3 separate regions of the Mus musculus genome follow, and regions 2 and 3 are each linked to region 1. The links are chromatin contacts, called in public HiChIP or PLAC-seq and Micro-C maps. All regions are on one chromosome and are shown on one strand. Each heading gives the region's core, a stretch centred on a gene start, on an enhancer-like site or on the middle of the called end of the contact. The rest is flanking DNA. Distances are from core to core; before and after follow the strand shown.

Region 1 (4,257 bases), core at 470-2,969:
GCTGGGGTTGGGGCCGCCCTGGGGCCCCGGCTGCTTGTCTGGGTCTTTGGCGCTCACCGCCAGCGAAGCAGGGGTAGAGCCCACGGTGGTGATGTCCTCGCCCGGCAGCAGAGTGGCTCCTTCGACCGGGTCCGAGTTGGGTGCCAGGTCCCCTGGATGACCCCCAGGGTCAGAGCCCCCCACACCCAGCCTACACTTCACCGCCTCCCGGTGGCCCAGAAGCTCGGCGGCATCTTTCATACCTGAGGAGGGAAAGGGATCTCGATCAGTACTGTCCTGGCGACGTGAGGAGCCGGTGACTTCCCTGAGAGGTTCTGCTTCAGCCCCATCCACCGCTCCCTCTGCGCCCACGCTTGCCCCGAGGCGGAAACTGCCTGGTCCTCAGCCCGGTTTCCCAGGAATTGGACAGCTAGGTTGAAATAGCATCTCCTGGCCTCCTTCTCTCCACAGCCCGCTCTGGTGCTTCACAGCTCCGGCCTTCGTGTCTCCCACAAAACAAAACAAAAAACAAAACAAAAACAAAAACAAAAAAACCACTCCCAGGCCTGACAATGAAACACACCCGAGTCCTTTCACTAACTGTAACCCTGGTGTCCCAGGAAACCTTGAGAAAATTCTTAGTCGGGTGGTGCGGGAGAAAAAGAAATCAAGAGAGAGCCTTTGGAGGCTGCTCCTCCTGAGCAAAGGCGCTAAATGAACTCTGGCCAATTCCCTCTGACTTTCGGAAGATGAATATGTCTCCAAGCCTTCCACCTCTCAAAATAAGCCCAAATCAGCTCCGCCTCCCCCTCAAATCAGAGAAAGTGTTTGGGAAACGGAGTCACATCCATCACTAAAGCTCCCCAAGCCTGAAGCCCAGAACTTGGTAACCCAGATAGCTTCAAAGAAATTTAAGTAAACTCTATAGCCATAACAGTGAATCAAACTTTAGAGAATTCAACTTTTCTCTCCCGAGAAATAAACGGCTCGTCCCTCCCCGTCACTGGTAACACCGAGTCCCTTGTAGAAGGCAGGGATGCCCGAGAGGATGAGTTGGGCTTTTCTTCTCAACCAGCACACTTAGCAAATCCACCTTCATACAGCGGCTTCTCCTTCACAAAGGAGAAGATTTTTTTTTAAAAAAAGAAAACAAATTTAAGCACACTTAGAGGAGAAGGTGATGATAGAAAGGAAGAAGGGGAAAAAGGGATGAAAGAAATTCCAAATCAAAGCAAACAAGAGTGGAAAAAGAGAGAAACACCTCCAAACAAATTATCGCGGGCTAGAACTCCTTCCAAAAATAATAATATTAATAATGAAGGGGAGAGAGAAAGAAAAAAATAAGAAAAACAAAAAGGTGTCAGCATCCCCAACTCCGTTTTGTTTTGGAATCTACATATTCCATAGATTTTTTTTAAGACGATGTTAAATCAAATTAAACTTTAATACAGCACAATTACTTTTAAAGAAATTAGTCCATTTAGGGCGCATTAAGGTAAAATAAGGAACAAATTGACAATTTCCTGCCCCGGCTTCTCCTGGCTGCCCGGGTGAGAGGCGCTCACTCACCTAGCCTGGCGTCCAGGAGGTCGGCGTGAGACAGCATCGCGCACCGCTCCAGGGCGAAAGCTGTTCCCCCCCAAATTTTAGCGGCTTTAAGTTATTTAAAATAGATATAAGCTATAAGCTATACGATATAGATATATATAGATCACCTAAATGAAAGAAAATTCGGTTTGTGGTTAAAAAGGGGGCTTCTTGCATTATAATGTCCTTTAGAGAGACGGGGAGGTGCTTAACAGATGAATGAACCCGTGAGCAGCTCGGCGAGGGGACCAATCAGGAGGGCAGCCTGCAAATGTCAGCGCCCGGAGAGTCCCCCACTCCGCCCGCCCGCCCGCCTGCGCCTGCCGGGAGGAGGCGGCGGCCGCAGCCCAGGCAGCTCCAGCCTCCAGCAGCCGCTAAAGCAGCAGCGGCCACCTTGGCCTCGCCCTGGGCCTCTGGGCCGAGCCTCGGTCAGTTCTTCCCAGAGATTTTCTCCGGGCACATCTCCCCTTTCCTTGTCCTGCCTTGCTCGCTTCACAGGCTCTGTGTATCAGAGCTAGGGTGTCCCTGGAACGGGGGCAGTTCAGACACCAAAGCAGGACATGACCTCTGCATGACCTGAGAGTCGCCACCCCCAGCCCACACACATCCCACCGCACCCGCGCCCCCGCTGCCCCTGCTCGTGCCAGCTAGGGGACACTGGACCGCGGTAGTCAAAGCCCTAGCTCACCAGGCAGCCAAGCTACCATCTCTAGAACGACCCTAAATTTCTGCCACTGTTCTGCAGGCCTTCTCTAGAGACCCAGACTCTGGCCTACTGAGCCCCAATCCCATTGCAAGCCTAGAAAATAAAGAGGAAGTTGCCCCCCCACCACCACCCCGCCAAGGTCCCCTGTCCGCTTTGGGGGAGGGGGAGACTTCATGAAGTGAGCCTTCCTCCAGAACTCCAGAAGCTGCGTTCCAGGGCCACCTGCCCGATAGGCCTACACTCTCACCCAGGTCCCAACCTGCTCTTTCGGTCAAAGTTTCTAAGTTCAGCTAGACGACCAAAGCCACTTAAGGCAGTAAATAAAGTTAACCGCTCTTTATTTTCCTCTTGGATGTGTTAAACTACTTGAACAATTTAAAGTGCTTTTGCACAAGTGAAGCGAACCATTTCTAATGTTCTGATTTTTCAGAGCCAGCCAACAACAAAGTTTAGATTAGTAATATATTTCTAACCAGAGTAATTTTCAAGATCATTAGGCATTTATGTAATTAGTGCCAAATCTATAAGCTTTTATTACGATTATTAGAGTAAAATCAGTATAAATTTGTACTAATTTACTACTGTTTAGACTTGGCTGCCAAGCCCAGAGGTTCTTATTGTAAATGATAACTGAGGAAATTAAGTGCAAAATTCTGTACCGTTTCTGATCTGCTCCCAAACAATCCGTTTCAATTGTATTTGCAGCAGAACATGATGCCCCTTTAAAGTTATTTGACTTGTATTTTTATTTGCAACACAAGAAAAATGCCCTCTACCCAAGGCAAAATGAAAACTGATATTTACTGCTCCCAACTTGATTAACATTGATTTTTAATTCGAGGGTGATGCAATTAAGATTATTCATTTAGTGCAAATAAAGCTTCCACAAAGGGTGGCCCTCTGAAGTCTGTTTTAAATAATACCGAACAAATGGCTTTTTTTGTTCGTCGCCCAATTGACTTACACAAAACATTGAAAATGCTGCCCGAGAGCAGATGCGAGGGTGTGTGTGTGTGTGTGTGTGTGTGTGTGTGTGTGTGTGTGTCTGTGTCCTTTACTCTGTGTGTGACAGGGAAGAGCAAGGAGACAAAGGAGGCGGCGAAGCAACTCTGGGGCAGTTTTGTTTCCTCCTCGTCCTCAGCCCTTTTCAAAGTCCTGCGGTGCCCAACCCGGGTGCGCGCGTCTGCACCGGGGCACACTCGCTTGTGAGTGCAGGGTCTGGGCTACGTGGGTGTCGCAGAGCGCCGGAGAACGCTCACTCCGCAGCTCGGGACCTGGCGGGGCTGCAGTGGCCGCCGGGCAGCGGGTACCAACCGGGCCTAGCAGGAGCTGGGCGCCGCGAAGCCGGGGGTGCGCTCTAGGAGGAGCCTAGGCGACTCTAGCACGCCTGGGAGCCTCGGGGGCTTTCGGCCAGCGCCTGGTGTGCTATCCAGAACGGTTTTTCCTGAAAGGGAAATCCCAAGCCCTAAAGCAAACCGAGCCCCTCTGGTAGCAGCTTGATTTTCTCTATACACCTCCCACTCCCCATTTTGACAACTCGGCCGCGATCAGCAGGAGGGGACAGTTCAGCCTTCCAGGGCGGGACTGTACGCTCTGGACCTGGCACAAGAGCACGCACCTGGGACTGCCCCCGGGTTTCAAACTACCAAGGAGGGGTTTTCTGGGTATTCAGGCCTGAAAGGCAGGTAGAGGTGTAGTCAAGTGGCTAAAGAAGGAACCAGAAGGTGGAGTACAGAAGGTGGAATAGCGGTCGCCTGCTCGGTAGAAGAGTCTAAGAAGTCCGGTCCTGCGGTGACCTGGCTGCTTAAGTGAGAGACTTGAGAGGTCACCTGGGAAGAGAACAGGCGCGAGCTTACAAGTGTGTGCTCACAAGCGCTGGTGCCCGCTCCCGCAGCAGCCCTGTATCTGCTGCCTTCCTTGCCTGGCGTCCTCACATGTACTCGCTCGTATATTCTGCTTTGTTGTATCTTTCAGGTCGATAAATA
Region 2 (4,257 bases), core at 590-3,089, 350 kb before region 1:
GAGCTGAGATGGAGATTTGGGGGAGGGGGACTTTCTTGTAATTTAGCTTATCCCTTAGTGATTCACTGGAAGGAAGGCAGAGAGTAGCCATCAGACATAGGTTTAAGTAAATGATCGTTCCTGGGTAATGGTGGCATTCTTAACTGTATGAGGGCCAACCAACATGCAAGGGTACTGTGGGGAAGCAGTCATGTGAAGGAAGAAGGGCTCTGAGTTACACCTCCACTGCTGGGCATGCCCTTCCATAAGTAGTAAGTCGGGGAGTGCCTTAGCTAATGAGGTCTGCCTCATCCAAGATCACTGACACAGTTGGTAGGAACACCTGATCACCATCTCACTTTCTCCCTTGGGTCACTGTGGGTGTGGCAGAAATTACTGAAGATTAACTGAAGATGAACTCTTTTGTGTCATTAAAGTGAAGAAGAAAGTTACAGCTAACCTGGGATCAAACAAAAGTAGAATAAGCTCCATTCTGTTCCCTTCTCTCTAGCTGAACTTGAAATATGGTGGTGTTTCTGTTCAGAGATGGGAATCGTACCCGGTAGGCCAAGCTGGCCTAGAACTCATGAAGATCAGACTGGCCTCAGCCTCCCAATTCTTAGAACTATAGATGTAAACTCTCATCCCCAGAGTGGATGTCAGAAGTGGAGAGATGTCTCTCATGTTTTGATTTGGCAGTCAGAAGACATCATCAGACATCTTCCTCTGACAACTCTGAGTTGATGGGATGAGGGTGGGGTGGGGAGAGGAGGAGACTAATGACATAGTTTTGAACTGGATACTTTGTATTTTGCGTTGAAATTTATCCTTGTAGAACTCTAAGTGAAGCCCTTATTCGGACCATCTCACTTTCTCCCTTGGGCCACTGTGGTTGTGGCAGAAATTACTGAAGGAGACCTTAAGTAGGCAAGTGGTGCCTGGGGACCTGGGACATGGATTTCCACCTTATGTCACACAGCAGAATTGCTTCTCTAGCAGTGTGGCCTTCACTGAGGGGGCTGAGGGAGGTCCCCAGGAGGAAGAAGAAAAGTGGGAGGCTGGGTTAGTGACACCCAGAGAAGAACTTAAGATTTGGGGGTTGGGGGGAGAAAAACCAAACCAAACCAGCAAACAAAATGACTGCAACAGACAAGTGAACAGAAAACCACATGCAGACAGCTTGGATCTTCCACGGAAATAAGGATTGTATTCCCCTGTGGGATAGCCCATCTCTTGGCATGCACTTCTGAAGGATTTGCAGACAGGGAATGGGTTTTTTTTCCAAAGGTTGGGCCACCACCCAGCTGAATTCTAGAATTAGTATGTGGGGGAAGGTGGGTGCTGGTGAGCTATGCAAGAATTGGGTCTCTTAACTCCTCAAGTGTGTTGACAACCAAGTCAATGGGCTTGGTGGGCCTGAGCTATGTGCTTCTTGCTGTTTGGATAGGGCATTCTGTTTTTGAGAAGATACTTACCCCGAAGGTCTACCCAGCTATTCTTGGCCTGGAGCAGGGCTAGTGCAGACTAGGGGGAGAGGGGCTAGAGCAGTAGGGGGCCCTGTGGATAAGGAGCTCCCCAAGGGACAAGGCCTCTGGACAGCCAAGAACCGGAGGGCACCTAGGCGTGCTGCCAGGCACTGCGCGGCAGGGAGAAGAGTGCAGTGGGGTGGCCCTTGGGGACCCAGAGGAGGACCGACACTGGGAGGGGACGTGCAAGGACTGAAAGTGGGAAGACTGAGCCGGCCGGCGGGCGGGCGCCCTGGCCGGAGTGTGGGGAGCTGGGCGGCGCGGGCCGAGGCGCGGGCGGAGCAGAGGGCGGAGGCGCGGGGCGCGCGTTTGGGGCGCTGCGGCGGGGAGGGTGGCGGCCGCTGGGGCGCGCGGGCCGTGTGTGCGCGCTCTGCCGCTCCGGGAGGAAGATGGCCCGGGAGGGAAAGTTGGGGTGACGCGCGCTGCCCCCGGACGCTCGCCAGGGGGCACGGAGGCGAGCCCGACAGAGCGGTGGCCACCCAGACTGGGGGGCGCGCAGTCTGGGCACCACCGTCACCACGCCCGCCCCCTCACTGCAGGTGGCCGTGGGAGCTCCGAGTCCGGGTGGCCCGGGGGCGCGGGCGGGCGCGCGCGGGGGAGCCCGGCTGAGGGATGGGCTGCGCCCCCAGCATCCATGTCTCGCAGAGCGGTGTGATCTACTGCCGGGACTCGGATGAGTCCAACTCGCCCCGCCAGACCAGCAGCGTGTCGCAGGGCCCCACGGCGCCCCTGCACGGCCTCTTCGTGCAGACCGACGCCGCCGACGCCATGCCCCCGAGTCGCGCGGCGGGACCCCCGGGCGCTGTCCGAGTCCGCAGATCCCGGGCTGAACTGGGCAGCGGCAGCAGCACGGGGTCCTCGGGCCCCGCCACGACCACCTGCCGGGGCCGGAGGCGCCACTGCTGCAGCAGCGCCGAGGCCGAGACCCAGACTAGCTACACCAGCGTCAAGGTAAATCCTGGCTGTTGGGGGGTTATCCGTCGGGTCTGCCTTAAGTGGGGGGCTCGTGCGGGAGTTGGACGATCGATTGGGGGAGGGTGTTGCTAAGGCGGAGTTTACTTTTCGGTTTTTTTTTTTTTTTTTTTTTTTTTTTTTTTTTTTTGCTGGTGGTGAGGGCCCAAGGAATTGGAGATGAAAAAGATCCTGGAGGATGCAGGGAAACAAACCTAAGCTGGTCCTGAGGTGGGGACAGGTGCAGAGTGCAGCTCAGCGGAAAGCAGTTGGGGCGCCTGTTTCTTGCTGAGGGAGGGCAGCTGTGGCCCAATGGATGCAGCTGGAGGGATGGGTATGCATCACCAAGAGCATGCGAGTTCCTCTGAATGCAACCTGAGCGCTGAGCTAGGTCTGTATGCAGTGCAGCCTCAGCACCAGGATGCTAGAGCGCCTCAGGTTTAGATTTTTACCTGTAAATCAGCTAGGCTGGATGGAGTTCTCTGCACAGTGGCCCAGTGCAGGGATTTGTGAATGAACTAGGCTGCTTACGTTTGAAGAGCTATAGAAAGGGACTAGGGGAGAGCCAAGTGGAACCTGTTACTATAGTGTTTCTCTGGGATGACTGTATCCTGGACATTATTGAGAGAACCCAGCCAGAGTTTGGAACGCCAGCAGTTCAGGGCAGCTGCCTCAGGATGGTGCTTCTGCATACATGTCTTCCGGGGTGGGTGTGGGTGGTGGGATTGTGAGGATGTGAAATGGATGGTTAAAACAGTCTCTAAATAGTTCCTGATGAAAATCTATTCCAAGATATGTTTTCAAAGTACGATTACATCCGAGAGGATTTCACTGTGTCAGATTAATTGCTTTATAGCAAACCCAAGAGCAATAGCACATCTCATTGTGCAGAGGAAAAATACGTCTTTAAGCTCTTAATGTTAGATACACACAGCTCTTATGTAGTCAGTAGATTACCAGGGACCATTCCATGATTCCTTGACAAAGACACAATTGTATGTCTGGTAGTAAAAATACATTCAACAGTTGGCCCAGTGTGAGGAAGCTCTGGGTCTTCCCTGAACGAAGTGCAGACACACTGGAGGAACAGTAGGGATAGTGGGCTGCCTTTCCATGAACTTCATTTTTGTAAAATGGAATCTCATTTTGCTACATACAACTTAACCAGTGTTTACTAATGGCTGTGACTTTTTCTAGCAATAATTGTGATCACCATTAACATAAAATACCATTTAATACATACCTACTATGTATCAGGAATAAGTTTATTTTCTTACTTTTGAATATTAACAGTGTATCTGAAGAGTAGAGACCTGGATTCAATTAAATATTTGTTACAGAGGGCTGTGGTGGGCACAAAATTTGCTTTTGTTTGCTGCTTTCTGGGTCCCCTGCCAGCAGCAACATAAAGTTACCATTAGAAGAAATTTCAAGGTGCTAAGAAGGCTATATTTAGCAACATTTTTAACGTGAGGTTTTGAAAGGGGATTTGAAGGCCTAAAGCATAGTCAAGAATAGTGGCTGCTCATGAGCTTGCGGTATTTCATTTCGGTTGCTCGAGAGAAACTTATGTATTTTTTCCTTTCATAGGAGCAAGGAACTCATTTTTTAATACCTGGCAACCCCAGCTACTGGGTGTTTGTTTAGTGAACGAAAAAAAAATAATGAATGAGTCTATTTTTCTTCGTCTTAATGCTTTCCTCAAGAGGCTACTTAGAAACCAAATGGAGTAAAAAACTGGTGGAGAAAATGGGTGCCGATTATTAGCAGTTACTATAAACTTGAACAAATCTCGTGCTAC
Region 3 (4,257 bases), core at 879-3,378, 300 kb after region 1:
AAACTACAATTTTTATTCAGGCAGTAGAAAAAAAAACCAATTCTTTCTAACAGGGTATTTCCTCATAGACCTTGATAGTCCCAGTGAAATTCAAGTAAGAGTCAGAGGAAGGGTTGTGTGGGGCTTTCAAAGTGGTGTATTTAGTGAATGAAATCCCTGGATGACTTTCTGCTTTGGAAACCAGCAAGCCATCAAGAACACTAAGTTCTGGAGGGGTTCCTTTTAGGGAAATCATCTTCTGAAGAAAGTAGAGAATCAGCTTGTTCGGAGGTCAATGAATCCGTTTCTATTTGTATATCTGCTTGAGGCTGGTAACTGGGACTCACCAAGGGAAGGCACTGCAGTTGAGCCACTCATTGTCAGCAGAGGGATGTCTGTCTTAAATCTGTCAGGATGGGCCTGTGGCCACTTCTGCAAAAAACCCTTGGGGACAAAATTTATTGTTGTACCTCAATAGCTTTCTGTTCACCTCCAAACCAGGGGCCCCAGGTCATGCTAACGACTGCAGAGAGACAAAAACACTCTATATTTTATTAAACAGGCCCCCTTAATAATTAATCAAATGTGAAATTTGTTTCCAATCAGCAGCACTAACTCTAAAGTGTTGGTTCCCCTTCTTCCCCCCCCCCTTTTCCTTTTAAATACCCTCTGTGGATTCCTCCTGCTGCAAAGCAACGGAGTAGAAAAAGCCCGATTTATGACTTGACTTTTTAAACTATAATCACCCCTCTGGGCTTCTTATGGAGAAGGGATGGGGGATTCTGCCAGATAAACACGTAAGCATCTGTTCCCAGGTCCACTGCAGTGGGGTGGGGATTTGGATTGTGCATGAGACCACTGCATGCTGCACTGCATGCTGACCTTGCCATGGAGGCCATACATGGGCATGGCGCCTCTGACAACCCCAGTGCAACACACAATGCAAAGGAGCAAAGAGCTGAGTAAGATCACCTTTCTTCATCCCCACCTAGGCTAAGGAGGGGCCTGGTGGGACTGGGGCCTCACCCCAGGCCCATTTCAAAGCTGGTAACAGAGTTGCAGGATTGTTGACAGACCAGCTTCCAAGACAGTGGAATCTTGGGGAGTTCCAGCCCAAGGCACTGACAGATTAACACTAGGAAGAGGACACCGCTGACAGATTAATGTCAGAGAGGGGACACTGTAAGCCGCTCTGCTGACCTGTCATTACTGAAAGGTCAGAGAGAACGCAGGGTGGTTTAACAGCTGCTGTCGAGGCCATTCCACCTGAATGTGTAAGCTGCGCGGAGCTAGGCTGTGTGGGATGCGCGTGGAGGTGGGTTGTTGAAGAGTTTCTGGGGTGTAGGAAGGTAGGAGGGGCACACAGCTGAGAGTTCAAAGCCAGGTGACTGGGAAAGCCAAGCCGGGCAGCAGGGCCGGCCTGGGTATGCATGGAGGAGCAGTAACTGCTGGCGGCGTCGATATTCTCCCCCTGAGCACTAATTACATTATTAAGCAAACAGAGCAACACAGGTCTGAAGGATGGAAACATGCGCTCAGAATCCAGCCACTCTCCGCCTCGCTGTGAACAGCCGGGTCGTGTGAAGCAGGGCTCTTGCCAACCAAGTGAGCTACCTACCAGCCGCTTCCCTTCACTTGCTATACGCTTCAGAAGAGAAACTACTACTGTCTTCTAGGCAGGCCATGCCAGAGGCCTGCCTCCCCTCCCCCGCCCCCCCCCCCCCCCCCCCGATCCAGGAGACACTGCTTGGGCAGCAGTGGGAACCTTCCTGGTGGAGATTCAGGACTCACATGGGTTCACTCTCATTCAGGGAGACACATGGGTTTCAAAAGTGGCAACTTGCATTTTCTTGGCTGCAAAGAGCATGCATTTTGCTAATTAGACCTTTGCAAGACACTAGAACCCAAGCCTCCTTTGATCGTCCTAAATCCAGTCTAAAGAGGTGGGTGTAAACACGGGATTGGAAGAAACCAGCAACAACATGGAAAGGATTTGTCTGGGATGGGAATAAATCTGTTTTTTAAAAAGGGGGGTCTAAGAGTGGGGCTCGCAGAAGGAAATCTGCAGCAGGCTGAGCGGCCGGGTGAATGGCAGAGAGAATAGAGGCTATTTGAATTCTGATGCGGTCCTTACTTTCTTCCATTTCCATTAATGACATGCTCATCAAGGGCAAACAATGGGACCGGCTGCCGGCGCCTGTCACAGTGTGTGGGTGCTGGGATGCCAGGCTGTCATCCCAGGGCTGCATTTAGAGACCTGCACGCTAATAAGAAGTGCTCTGTGCCGTCAATGCAGACAGGTGCTTCCTCGGCTGGGCCATGCTCCATTCTCTTCCCCCCTGAAGCCTTCCTCCCCCAGACCCCCTGACAGACACCATGAAATGCACAAATTAACAGCCCCATCATGTTGGGCTGCCGCTGCCTGCGGTGAAAGCAGAAAATCAAGTTGTCACCCAGGGTGCATTGATAAAGCCACAGCCTCATTTCTCTGTTGGTGCCCTATAATAGCAAGTGCCAGACAGCTGGCGGGATGCGAGGCTTTAGATTAAGGCCTCCGGGCACTCTGGCCAGGGAATTAGTAGTTGCTGCTTCCATGTGGAAATTCTGGAACAAACATCTGGAGGGAGCAAAGTTTCCTGGAGCAGAAGCCTCCTTCACCCCTTGCAGACAGACAGGAGAGAGCCAGGTCGGGCATTTCCTTTCAAAACCAATAGCTAGCCCAACTCCCTAAGCTCCCAACTTTGAATCTGCTTAGAACTTTACTAAGCAGACTTGGAGTGGGTGATGGCAAAGAATCCAACGGTCCACACTGCTGCTCTTGAATGCAGAGACGTCCCAGGTCCTCGGGCTCCAGCAGGTCCAACCAGCAGGTCCTTCCCCCTGAGTTAAAGGACTTTCTAACATGAATTCTGGCACTGCCTGAGTCCACTACCTAAACCTTCCCTCCAACTCCAGACGGGTCTGCTCTGTGCTAGACATCTGAACAGATCTAAGCTACATCTCAGGAAACATCAGATTCCAACCACCTTGGCCTCCGGGCTCTTTAGCCACTGGCTCTTGGTATATGGTGACCTGTGCCAGCCCGGGTTGACATTTGTTCTGGTCAAGTGTGCAGAGGAAAGACATGGGGGCCTCAAGCCCTTCAGACTCCAAGGAGTTTAATGACATAATGGCCTGAGAACTTCAACATAAAACAGGAAGAGCTACTAAGGAAACTTACAGCATAAAACCCCCCTCCTGTCACTTTTATAGAATCAGTAAAACACTCTATTGAATTTATGAGTTACATAATGACTATGGAGACTGTACCTGGAATTAGAACCAACTCACAAGTCTCAACTATAAACCCTTCTCTATCTTTACCCCAACCCTCCAGCCTCCCTGGCCTCCCCCTCTAACTCAGGGGCACTTCCTTCTTCAAACTCAGGCCTGAGCTAGCTTCCATCTTGCTAGTAAATGCGGCCTTCTTCCAGCATGCCAAAGCTGACAGGACTCCAGGGGTAGGGCTGTTCCATTTTAGAGCTTCAGATGAATTCTGGAAAACAAACCTGTAAGTCTTTTCTTTGCATAAAGTCTGTCAAAGCGAGAGATCTCCAAGGACACACATAGGCTGTCTCATTATCTGTAACTCCGTGTGGTAATGACCTTTCCAAAATAAGAGTTTACCCAACGCTTACAAGTTTGTGAAGTGCATCTGCAGCCGGGTACACGGCAAGGGAGTGTGGGGTCTGGTCAAGTTTCTAATGAGCGGAGGAGGTGGGGTGCCCATCCGTCCACTAAGCACGGTGTTTTACTCTATTTTCTGTTTCCATCTCACTCCATAAGTCTCTCTGTTCCCCAAGGATCCCTCTGAAGGGATAATAAAATAAAATGGGTGAAACAAAGCCATAAGCCAGTTAAGTCTGAAAGACATGTCATCTCATCTAAAAGGAAGAAACGGGCCATTTCCATGCCTAAGGCTGACAGCAACGCCTGAGCTGGCAACAGTGCTATTCCACTTGATTTATAGAATAATGGGGTGACAAATGATGACAAAAATAAACTTTTACTGCACTGAACTGCTCCTTTATTTATGAAATTTGGCCAAGTAGTGAAATCTTTTATCTGCAAGTTGTAACATGGAGCGGGAACGAGCGATTATGTGTGGTGATAGTAACCCTGTGATGGAGCCTGAGCCCGCTGGAAATGGATTGGGGTAAAATAACTACTGCACCATGATAAATGTGAACAGCTCTTTGCTGACAGATGATCTAACAGGTGTTCATAACAACTATATAA

What was found. A called contact is a pair of places that touch in the nucleus more often than the background predicts. HiChIP or PLAC-seq counts read pairs in DNA pulled down with a chosen protein or histone mark.
Region 2: a Micro-C map of embryonic stem cells shows a contact between it and region 1, with 1.8 times the contacts expected there. The contact joins the promoter of Pde8b here to the promoter of Otp in region 1. A contact is called at or near these places in 1 of 39 promoter capture datasets (liver), 4 of 484 Hi-C or Micro-C datasets (differentiating embryonic stem cells and embryonic stem cells) and 1 of 115 datasets of contacts at active chromatin or transcription factors (embryonic stem cells).
Region 3: a contact with region 1 is called in an H3K4me3 HiChIP or PLAC-seq map of embryonic forebrain, with 3 times the contacts expected there. The contact joins the enhancer-like site here to the promoter of Otp in region 1. A contact is called at or near these places in 21 of 39 promoter capture datasets (the 3T3-L1 cell line, 3T3-L1-derived adipocytes, the C10 cell line and 13 more), 3 of 15 datasets of contacts at CTCF or cohesin (embryonic stem cells, pro-B cells and stem cell-derived epiblast-like cells), 47 of 484 Hi-C or Micro-C datasets (B cells, ECoMG myeloid progenitors, the HL-1 cell line and 31 more), 16 of 115 datasets of contacts at active chromatin or transcription factors (astrocytes, bone marrow-derived dendritic cells, bone marrow-derived macrophages and 10 more) and 5 of 9 other capture datasets (embryonic stem cells, embryonic tail, embryonic trunk and 2 more).

What each region holds. Positions count from the first base shown.
Region 1 is chr13:94,873,098-94,877,354 of GRCm38.p6, reverse strand. It overlaps Otp (orthopedia homeobox), which reads right to left and starts at 1,719. Exons shown (of 3, transcript NM_011021.4): 1 at 1,549-1,719; 2 at 1-242. The coding sequence starts at 1,585.
Region 2 is chr13:95,220,674-95,224,930 of GRCm38.p6, reverse strand. Pde8b (phosphodiesterase 8B) reads left to right here and starts at 1,839. Exons shown (of 22, transcript NM_001374003.1): 1 at 1,839-2,456. The coding sequence starts at 2,118.
Region 3 is chr13:94,573,997-94,578,253 of GRCm38.p6, reverse strand. No RefSeq gene overlaps it. Among named protein-coding and RNA genes, the nearest start is that of Gm32305, 120 kb to the left of the region's middle. Within about 2 kb of position 2,128, at least 38 of the 459 cell types and tissues checked have an H3K27ac peak or open chromatin away from gene starts, as enhancers often do. A contact at or near this core is called in cerebral cortex, embryonic basal ganglia, embryonic forebrain and 3 more, where this site is marked.